Regions from separate parts of the Mus musculus genome. Here region 1 is linked to region 2. Evidence: chromatin contacts called from public HiChIP or PLAC-seq data. All regions are on one chromosome and are shown on one strand. The core of a region is the stretch at or near the end of the contact, and the rest is flanking DNA. Distances in the headings are between cores, read along the strand shown. Region 1 overlaps Gm13986 (predicted gene 13986). Region 2 has its middle 22 kb from the start of Gm32137.

What was found. HiChIP or PLAC-seq counts read pairs in DNA pulled down with a chosen protein or histone mark.
Region 1: an H3K27ac HiChIP or PLAC-seq map of embryonic fibroblasts shows a contact between it and region 2, with 8 times the contacts expected there. The contact joins two enhancer-like sites.

The regions. Positions count from the first base shown.
Region 1 is chr2:117,997,363-118,002,946 of GRCm38.p6, forward strand. All of the region lies in intron 8 of Gm13986 (predicted gene 13986), which reads right to left. Among named protein-coding and RNA genes, the nearest start is that of Gm25308, 78 kb to the right of the region's middle. Within about 2 kb of position 2,494, at least 26 of the 459 cell types and tissues checked have an H3K27ac peak or open chromatin away from gene starts, as enhancers often do. A contact at or near this core is called in embryonic fibroblasts, where this site is marked.
Region 2 is chr2:117,459,075-117,464,489 of GRCm38.p6, forward strand. No RefSeq gene overlaps it. Among named protein-coding and RNA genes, the nearest start is that of Gm32137, 22 kb to the left of the region's middle. Within about 2 kb of position 2,702, at least 22 of the 459 cell types and tissues checked have an H3K27ac peak or open chromatin away from gene starts, as enhancers often do. A contact at or near this core is called in embryonic fibroblasts, where this site is marked.

The DNA of each region.
Region 1 (5,584 bases), core at 1,244-3,743, 540 kb after region 2:
ATTTCCTGCAGAGCTATGAGTTGCCTGCCTGGAATCAGAGACAGGCTCAAGAACTCAAGCTTCCCAGGTAAGCTGGATCTCAGGCAATGGAGAGTGCCTGCAGCAGTTCACCACAGCTTCCCTCCAAATCTGGGAAACACCAGTTCAGGAACACTGGCGTCTTTTTGTCCTCATACGGTATCTAGGAAGGCAACTGCAGTGCACAAAATGAGCCCCTGGCTTAACCACATTGCCTGGGAATAGAAAGGATGCCCTTGGAATCCTAAAGAAGGCCACCCCAAAGCTTGATCTCCAGTTGCATGCATCAGGCAAGTAGACACAGGTAACCTAGGAGGGTTAGCACTTGAAAGGAGTTCCTTCTCCCGTGTCATTTTGAATGTTCTGGCTTCCTTAGCCACAACCCAAGAGAAGCCCAGGAGCCATCGATCTGAAACATTTCAAAGGAAGACTAGATTTGTACTAGACCCTTCATGTCCCTACACAGTACCCTACCCACAAGCATTTGGGTTGGGCAGCCCACCATGGCCAGTGCGATCCCTAGGCTGCCACCCACCCTAAGCCCCTTGTGGTTTTGACTACACCAAGTAAATTTTCTTGAAACATCCTTAACACTTCTGGATTTCTGCTTTAATATCAATACATTTATTTTTTACTAATTTGCTTGAGAAATAGTCTGTATTAAGCAGGAGTTTGTTTGTAGCTCTCATATTCCAAATACCATGTTTGACCCAGAATATGATGGAGTGGAATTTCTGGAGTTTGCCATCTACTCTGGAAACAAATTAAGACAAATCAATGATCATAAAATCGAATAGTCACATCTTAAGAGGTTCCATATGCACCATGTTCAACTGTGTGCTTGCCAGAGCCTCAATGCTGGCTGACAGAGTAGCCAGGACAGTTACTCGGTGGGTAAGCCTCAGGAAACATCTACAGTCTAAATGTTTCTAGCTGCATTTAATCAATAGGAAAACTGAACTTCAGACTACAAATGGATGAGCTCAAATATGGAACCTAGTCTAACTACAGAATCCACTTTGTTCCACTTCAATGTTTCTAAACAGCAAGTGAAGAAAAGAGAAAGGGAAAAAGAAAGACACGATATCAAACTCACATGCATGAGATGTTATTGTCTTAATTGATCAACTTCAGCTCATCTTTTAATATTCAGAAATGTCTCAGTCACAGGTGAGGTGCTGTAAGATAGTCGCACTAACTCCCAGCCTGTGGAATCCAGCCTCTCAGAGTCACCCCACCCCCCATTCTATACTCTAATGTTCTCTCTAAAGCATCTATAGCCACACACTCTGAAAACAGAACTAGATTCCAAGAGCATCTTTTAGCTTCCCAGGTGATGGATGGCAATGAGGAGCTGCTGTGTGGTACCCAAGATGCCCTCTTGAATACTCAGTAAAAGCAAACAACGTATCTTATACACTGTCTTAGTCATGGTTTCTATTCCTGCACAAACATCATAACCAAGAAGCAAGTTGGGGAGGAAAGGGTTTATTCCGCTTACACCTCCATACTGCTGTTCATCATCAAAGGAAGTCAGGACTGGAACTCAAGCAGGTCAGAAAGCAGGAGCTGATGCAGAAGCCATGGAGGGATGTTCTTTACTGGCTTGCTTCCCCTGCCTTGCTCAGTCTGCTCTCTTATAAAACCAAGACTACCAGCCCAGAGATGGTCCCACCCACAAGGGGCCTTTCCCCCTTGATCACTAATTGAGAAAATGCCTTACAGTTGGATCTCATGGAGGCATTTCCTCAACTGAAGCTCCTTTCTCTGTGATAACTCCAGCTGTGTCAAGTTGACACAAAACTAGCCAATACATACACACACACATGTACACACACATGCACACACACACAAACAAACAAATCCAAATACGTTTCTTGGCTGCTATCTTAAAGCTTACTTCTATCCCCAATTTCTGGGAAGATTATTCCTACATTGTGCCCTTAGGAGGAGGTGTCCTATACACACCTAAGTTGTAAACTCCTCCACCATGGATAACACACCACCTGGAGATGACTCGGGGAGTGGAGAGGTTTTCTCTCAATGTCCACCTTCCCACATAATTTGTAACCTGATACTTGACCAGCCTTTAATTCCATCATAGATTCTGCTTTCCAGCCATCTTATAAATAAACACACCTAGTTCAAAGAGGTGGGTTTTTTTTTAAGATAACAGAAAAGATACCTTTATTTAATAATCTTCACACCTAGGTACTATATAACCTGGACATTTTATCCTACTTAAAACAGACAATATTTCCACTGGAAAACTAAATAGTCACTGCTCAGAGCCTGAGGCATTGGGAAGAGAGATTAGAGGAGAGAAAGGCAAGTGTTAAACACTAAGGCAAGAGGAAATGAAATAACCTCCCAGCATCTTAGCCCCAGAAGCTGCCGTGAGCCTGTCTGGGGCCTCAGCCACAGGAAACGCCAAGGCTATTACTCGCCTTCACCATTGGGTTGTGTTTTATTGCTATTCATTAAGGAGATCGTTCCCATCAGCCTTATCATCCCCTTCTTGGCTCTCCGTCCGTTTGAGTCAGACCTGAAACATTTACCTTCACAAAGACTGTCCAATCTTTTGTCTAGACACATACAACTTCTACTAGAACTCTGCTGAGCAGGGTCAGAGAAAAAGCTGGTAAACACATAGACTTTATGTGGCAGCTGACCAGTGTGGACATAGAAGTAAGAACAGAGGAGACAGAAAAGGGGGGTGGGGGAGCTAGAAATATAAGTGTGCAGGGGAGCTGAAAACACAATGAACCCTCTTTGATTGAAAAGACTGAGCAGAGAATTTAGAGGACCTTTGAAAGAGCTTACAAATCTCCACTGCAACTTGGTCTCAAAGACCTCCAGGACCTTTGCTCATTCTGTTGCCTCTGCCAGGATGGCTGTAGTCCTCATCTTGCCCTCCTTTTCCTGCAGCCAACTTTTCTTTATTCTGCAAGTTGTATTCTAAAGTCTGTGTCCTCAGGAAAAACGTTTCTAGCTAATAGCTCAGGTAGACTGCCAGTGTATCATCTCATGACTTTGCCAGTAAAGACTCACAGCACTGTAATTAAAGGGTGATGTCTACATGGCTATTTGGAGAATGACTACCTAGGGTCATTAGTTGCTGAGTGTTTTCTAAATTGTCTTATAATGCACCTAATTGCAATTTCTAAGTGGTACTATTACAAAAGCAGTGTACATGGTTACACTAAATAATTAATGTTATCTCCCTGGCTAGATTTTCAACTCCTTGATGGCACAATTGTTTAGGCCTGTATATCTTTGGATGCCTACCCACAACCTAACACTGCATCCAACATGTAGTTGGAGACCAAAATGCTACATGTTACATGAGAGTGATCTGTAGGGCTCCCAATATAAAAGGGGAGAAGACAGTGAGAAGTTACCCTAAAGATAGATTGTGCCTATTTAGGATGGACATGTGGCTCCCAACATCACAGTTGCCCCAAAGACTAATAAGAAGCCTGTTCTGATCTAACATCCCCAACACAGATTTGACAGATTCTTATTCTAATGCTGCTTTGATGGGCAAAGAAGAAAAAACTTAGTAATCTGCTTCATTACACAATGGTAGAAACACATAAATACTTTTGTTTTTCTACAATGTTAGCATTTTTAGTAACAGCAAATTCACAAAATAGGATGGTTTCCTTGGCAGCAATTTCCCAAATCATGCTACTTTCTTTGATAACCAACCAAGACAAACCTAGGTTCTTTTATTCCAATCTTAATTACTAATACTAACTTTAAGACTGCACATTCATTACACATCACACAGTTAATATACCCATATATGCATATGTATAAATTCCTATATAAAGGATGAGGAAGATGCAGCAGACTTTAAAAAGTTTCAAAGAATCCTGAGGGGCTGAAGCTGGGGACTAATTGAGCTTTAAAGATAGTATCTTTGAGAACAAGATAACAAACCTAGGCTGGGATGATGATAATGATGATGACTACGACGACAATGATGATGGTATAAAGTCAGGCCTCGGGATCATAGATAAACTAAAGAAGCTAAAAGCAGATATACTAAATCTAATAGAAGAGAAAGTGGAAAATAGCCTTGAACACATTGGCAGAGGAGACAATTTCCTGAACAGAACACCAATGGCTCAAGCTCTAAGATCAACAATTGATAAATGTGACCTCATGAAACTACAAAACTTCTGTAAGGCAAAGGATACTGTCAATAGGAAAAATCTGCAGCCTACATATTGGGAAAAGATCTTAACTAACTGTACATATTACAAATTGCTAATATCCAAAATATATAAAGAACTCAAGAAGTTAGACTCAAAAAAAAAAACCCAAATAACCCAACTAAAAATGGGGTACAGTGCTAAACAGAGAATTCTCAGCAGATGAATCTTAAATGTCTGAGAAACACTTGAAATGTTCAGCATCATTTTCATCAGGAAAATGCAAATCAAAACAACCCTGAGATTCCACCCTACACCTATCAGAATGGCTAAGATAAAAAAAAAAACTAAAGAGACAGAACATGCTGGCAAGGATGTGGAGAAAGGGGAACACTCCTCCATTGCTGGTGGGATTGCAAACTGGTACAACCACTCTGGAAATCAATCTGGCTGTTTCTCAGAAAACCAGTAAAAGTTCTACCTGAAGACCCAGCTATATCACTCCTGGGCATGTACCAATAGATGTTCCACCATACCAAAGGACATATGCTCAGCTATGTTCATAAGCAGAGACTGGAAACAACTCAGATGTCCTTCAATCAAAAAAATGGGTCCAGAAAATGTGGTTCATTTACACAATGGACTACTATTCAAGCTATTAATAACAACAAGATCACAAATTTTACAGGCAAATGGATGGAACTAGAAAATATCATCCTGAGTGAGGTAATTCAGACCTAAAAGGACATGTATGGTATGTACTCACTGGTAAGGGGATATTATCCATAAAGTATAGGATACCCATGATACACCCCAAAGACCTAAAGAAGTTAAACAAGAAGGAAGACCCAAACAAAGGATGTATGAATCCCACTTAGAAGGGAGACTAAAACAGTCATGGGAACAGAGGGAGGAAGGGAACTGGATAGGAGGAGGGATAGGGGGTTGGGGGGTTAGAATCAGGTGTGGATAGAGACATAAGAGAGGGCCAGGAGAATGAATGGAAATCTGGAGCTCCCAGGAGTTGGGGGAGATCTCTAGAAAATCCCAGAAACCAGGGATGGGGGTCAAGAGTCACCCAAAAGTCAATGTGGATGACCTTAGCTGAGATGCCTGACAATGAACCTGGACATGGAACGTTAAGAGACCACTTCCTGTAGCCAGGCAAGACCCCAGTGGAGGGATCAGGGCACCAACCTACCCACCAAACCTTTGACCCAAAACTTGTCCTCTCTACAAGAAAAGCAAGGACAAAATTGGAGCAGAGAATGAAGGAATGGCCAACCAATACCTGGCCCAACTTGAGACCCATCCCATGGGCAAGCACTAATCCCTGACATTATTAATGATATTCTGTTATGCTTGTAGACAGGAGCTTAGCATAAACTTTCATGAGAGTAAGGATA
Region 2 (5,415 bases), core at 1,452-3,951:
ATAAAGGACTCAGGAAGGAGATGACAGGCAATGTGGAAGTTCCAAACTTTGGGTTCTTTCCCACACCCTTTTAGTTGTTAAAATTTTCATAGGTGTCTGCTGTCCAGTGTGATGGATTTTCTAATGACATTTTCAGCAACACATATCTCCTATTTGGCCGTATTCACCTCATCATCTTTTCCCACTTTTGCCCCTCCCTCCCTCTCCCTTCCCTCCTCTCGTCACCCCTTCTACTCTCATGTTAGGTGTAAGTGTTATAATCCAAGTTCTCGTATGAGAGAATGGATACACATCTGTCTTTCTGAGTCAAACTTAATTTGCTTACTGTAGTGATCTTCAGGTCCGTCCATTTTCTATGTAAATTATATACTTTTGTTCTTTATGGAAGAATAAAATCCCATTGTGTTCTTATAAAATAGTATGAGGAACTTAAAAGGGATACATTCTGAGTCCAAGGGTAGAGAGGTTCACTGCACAAACTTGGTGATGAATCCTTAGAGGGATGCCTTTCCTACTTTCTTTCTACACACTCTCTCCCCCTTCCTCCTTCCTTCCTCCTCCCTCCTTCATTCCCTCCCTCCCTTCCTCTCTCTCTCTCCCTTCTTCCTTCCTTCCTTCCTTCCTTCCTTCCTTCCTTCCTTCCTTCCATCCACTCTTCCTTCCTTCCTTCCTTCCTTCTCTGTCTGTCTGTCTGTCTGTCTGTCTGTCTGTCTGTCTGCAAGTACAAGCTATGAGTTACTCTGCTAGGTGCTGAGGTTCACTTGTGATCATGCCAGATGTGCGTGGAAGCAGACCTTCTTTCATTCTGATATTTTCCTTCTGTGAGAGAGACTTCCTGAACTCATAGTGTTTGGGGAGGGGACAGGAAGAGCGAACTCTCAAAGGAAGGTGCATGAGTACCCAGCAGAGGACAGAGGACAGAATCTGCAAACATTGATTATTGCAGAAAGATGCTTCACCACTGATTCATGGCTTGTGAGTTTCAAGTAAAACTTTTTGTGGTTTCTAAACCATTTTCTATCTCATTTTCAATTTTGAGCTAGCCTCCACCAGAGAACACTCTGACATCCAAACAAACAGAATAAATGATTAAACAGACTGTCAATGAGGCGAATATGTCCACTGACCCAAGTTAAAAGGTGACAGATTCCAATTATGCTTAAAACATTCCCCTGGCGCACTGAGCCAACACTGGTGCCTTTTGCTGATATAAATGATCAGAATTCTTCAAGCTTGATTGTAGCTCTACCACGTGGAAGTGGAATTAAATGTTAACTTTTAATACTATTTTATTTTTATTTGTGTGTGTGTGTGCATGTGTGTGAGCGCACACGCATGCATGTCAGTGCTCACAAAAGTCAGAATCAAATACCCTGGAGCCGGAGTGACAGGTGGTTGTGAGCCATTCACATGGATGCTGGGAACAAAATGCATGCAACTTCTCAGGATCAGTTGGCTCAGGATTGCAAAATTCATCAAAGGCAGGAAGGGGAGTTTCCTGATTCCTCATACCTTCATCATCTCTGCCTACATGTTATTCTCTTTTTCCTGTGATTGCATGTGTGTCCTGCATTCCCATCCTCCTTCTGGAGGTACTTGCTCTACTGACTCTCCTCTCCTTGGATACCTATGTCTTTCTCCATCTTTGCTCCTATTTTTCTTTGCTAAGACACAGAGCATCTCAGATTGTAGATTATATTTGCTCTGAGCTAGACTGCTTGTGGTCCTTGGATGACATTACTTCTGCTATGCCTGTGTCTATAATGGTTTGGAGGAAAGTGTCCTACTGGATCTTCCAAGTCTAGCCAACAGCAATAGTTGTGCTGAGAACATCTTCGAAGGTAAACTCTGGATGATACAGGTCTCAAGTCACAACAGCAACTCTCAATCACTCTGGAAGTGTTCATGAATGGCTTCCAACTGTTCCATCATCTCAGTACCAAGTGCCAGTAACTCTAGAAGAATAAAATCTGACAGAATCCCAACTTACCTCTTTAACCAATCAATCTTCATTCTGCTTGACTTCTGGAATGGAAGAGAAAGCTGAGAAGTTACATCATTTAATAAGGCATGAGTATAATCCACAGTTGGTCTGGGTGCCTTTTAAGCCAATGTACTTCTGTAAGTGTGTTATTTGGGTTTTGAGGGAGAGGTGTAGAGAAGAGAATTACATCATGGACTTACTTGGAAAAAGCCTTCACATTTTATTTAATAATGAGCCAGACTGTGAGGTCCCCAGATAAGCTGCTCATGGATATTAGAGTTATTTTGATTGACATAGAACCAGACATAAAACTGATGTAGGAATATCATAGTATAGATAAGTCAGTATGTACTGACTTAACCTGATTTAATAATTGAATCTAGAAACCTAACTCCATCATATAACCTGGCTATTCAGATACTTACCCAGTTATTGCACCCTGCCTCTGATCACTTACCACATTCCTCTGCCTGGTTTTGGTTCTCTCTTCTTGTTTTCTGGCTCACCCCTTTCTTCACTCCGTGTCCCTTACTCACTCACCAGAATCCATATCTCTTTTCTTAACCAAAATTCCCCTTTCCTATGGTATGGCTTCATGCCAGAAATAATAAAGATGGTGGAAAATTTCCTTGTGGTTAGAGGTAAAACCAACAGCGGAGGAAGCCTGTCCTCTACTCCCCTCCCCTGCCCACAACTCAGCCCAGCTATGCACTTTGGCTCAGAGTGGGGACTTCACAACTTGTGGTTAGAGGATCTGAGTGATTCTTGTTCACTTTGCTGCCCTAATGTGGGCTTGGATGCAGCTAACAAGTTTCTGGGGGTCCTAGAGGATGGGGAAAGCACTGGGCAAGCACAGGTCTTCCTTGGACATAGTGGTTGAATACCAAGAAGTGTCCACAAACTGTTTCCTCCAGTGGCTAGCCAGCAAACATGAGGACCCAATGGAACTAAGTTCTACATACCTTATGGGGCAATCTGGCCCTATTAAAATAGTGCTCTGTGGGTGTGGGTTTGTTCATTAGAGAATTTCCAGGACTCCTGAAATGCTTGTGGGTAACCTGGCATTTCCTCAATGACCTGGCTGCAGAGATCCCTAACTAGCTTCAGGGATCTTAGCCTCTGTGCTCGACAAAGGCATCTGTGTGAAAATCAGTCACAGGAAACACATGGAAATTCCGGAGCCTTGAGTTTTCTATTATGTACAAAACTACCAACTGTCAAATCTAGGGTATGGCCAAGAGCTCAAATGTCAATCAAGTAGGGATGAGTCTGCACCTCTTATTATCTCTGGCTCATTTTCAAAACCATCTTTCAGTTCTTTGTCTAGGGGGTGAGACTCCATGTTAGCATGCCTGTTGATATTGTTATTGTCCTGGTCTTGTTTAGGCAGCTGTTTCTAGGACACACATTGTTAAGGTAGACTTTCTAGCTTCCTGGGTCTTGCAGTCTTTCTGCCCAACTCTTTTCCTGATGTTCTCTGAACCTTCAATGCAGGAGTCGTGCTGAAGATATACCTTTTGGGGCTGGACTCCACACCACCCATTGATCACTACAGTGTGGCCAGTTGGTTTTCTGTAATGATCTCTATTTGCTGTAAAGACAAAAATGAAGGGATAAGAGTTGCACTTATTTGTGGGAATAAGGAGATGATCCAAGACGTAGTAAGGAATTAGGCTAATAGTAAAATGATTATAGGAGATTTTTCCTAAGATTCATGGCTTCACTAAACCCAGTAGTTGGCTCAGTTTCAGGTACCAAGCCTGACATCTCTCCTGTTGAGTGGGCTTTAAATTCACTTAGACAGCTGCGGGCTGCCAACGTAAGTGCTATTATTGCTCCTTTATTGATATCTTGCTCTGCAGCTCAGCACTATGGTTCATAGGTGTCACAGCCAGAGAGGACTTTTCATTGCTTCATTCCCTTGGCAACTTGCATAATACGTTCATTCTAGTACTATGGAAGCTAGACTTCAGAAAGAAGGATTTCAGGTTAGCTCCAGCTTAAATCATCCATGTCCTACATGTACAGTGTCTTCAGAGATAAGGATTTACCTTCATCTCTGAGAGGCAACCAAGGGCAAAACTAATGGCCTATATTGTCTTGGAAGTCACTTGAACCACCCCTAGCAACAATTTATGTATGCATTATATATATATATATATATATATATATATATATATGTGTGTGTGTGTGTGTGTGTGTGTGTGTTATATATAATTTTAGATAATTGTAAAATAATATCATCCCCCAGGCTTTATCAAGCAACCTTGGCGTCAATGTGTCTCTCCTTCCTTCCTCTGTATTGTCTTTCCTCCCCTCTCTCCTATTAAACCACCTCTCCATTTTCCCTTTCCTTCTTCGTATCACATGTATTCTGCTATTCCCTTCCCCATGTCACCTACTCACTCATAGTTTCTTGGTTTCTGCAATTATTGCACGTTATATACTCACACCTGAAGATCTGGAGCTAGGAATCACAGAAGAGAACAACATGTGGTGTTTGTCTTTCTGAGTCTGGGTAACCTTATTCAACATACTTTTTCCATCAATTTATCTGCAGAGAGGGAGAATTAGCCTCTCTAATGGGCAAGACCCATAATTGGTTATCCAACACACAGTATTCAACCCTGAAACCATTCTCAAGCAACAAAAATAAACTTAGCATCTTGTATTTACATATTTGTGAACACCCCTCCACACACACACACCAGTTTTCTATTGCTGTATTAAAATAGCATAACGAAGTCAACTTATGAAAGGAAGGGTTTATTGTGGCTTACAGTTCCAGAGGGCTAGATAGATTCCATGATGGTGAAATCAAGGCATGAAGGCAGGAACCACTGAGAGCTTACACCTCAAACCTGCAGGCAGGATGCACAGGGATCTCTCTGCGGACTCTGGGGGCCTTCTGAAACCTCAAATTGACCCAGGTGACACACATCCTCCAACAAGGCCACATATCCTAATCTCTCAAAAACAGCCACCAACAGAGGATAAGTATTCAAATGTCCAAGACTTATGAGGGATATTCACTGAAAACAGAGGGCAAATGATGTAATTATATTTTAATTAAAATGTATGAAATAAAAACCTGACTTTTTTTTTTTTTTTTTTTTTTTTTTTTTACTATTTGTTAGTGTCAACTCCTGGATGCTGAGACCAATTACCATTTTCTTAATTCTCTTTGAAGTTCAGAGGTAATGACTTTCTGGGACTAGTCAGAATTTTCTACTTTCTTTTTTTTTAAATGTGAAATGTAGTACAGAGGTTAATATTCTGAATGGAGACTGAGTTACCCTTTCCCAATTGATGCCGAGCCTATATCCTGTAAGACCCATGGTCTTTATTTTTGGAGGGGGTAATTAGATAAATAAGTTTTGTGTTATCTGTGTTATCTGCAACACAGTACACACGTTGGTCCATGGAGATGT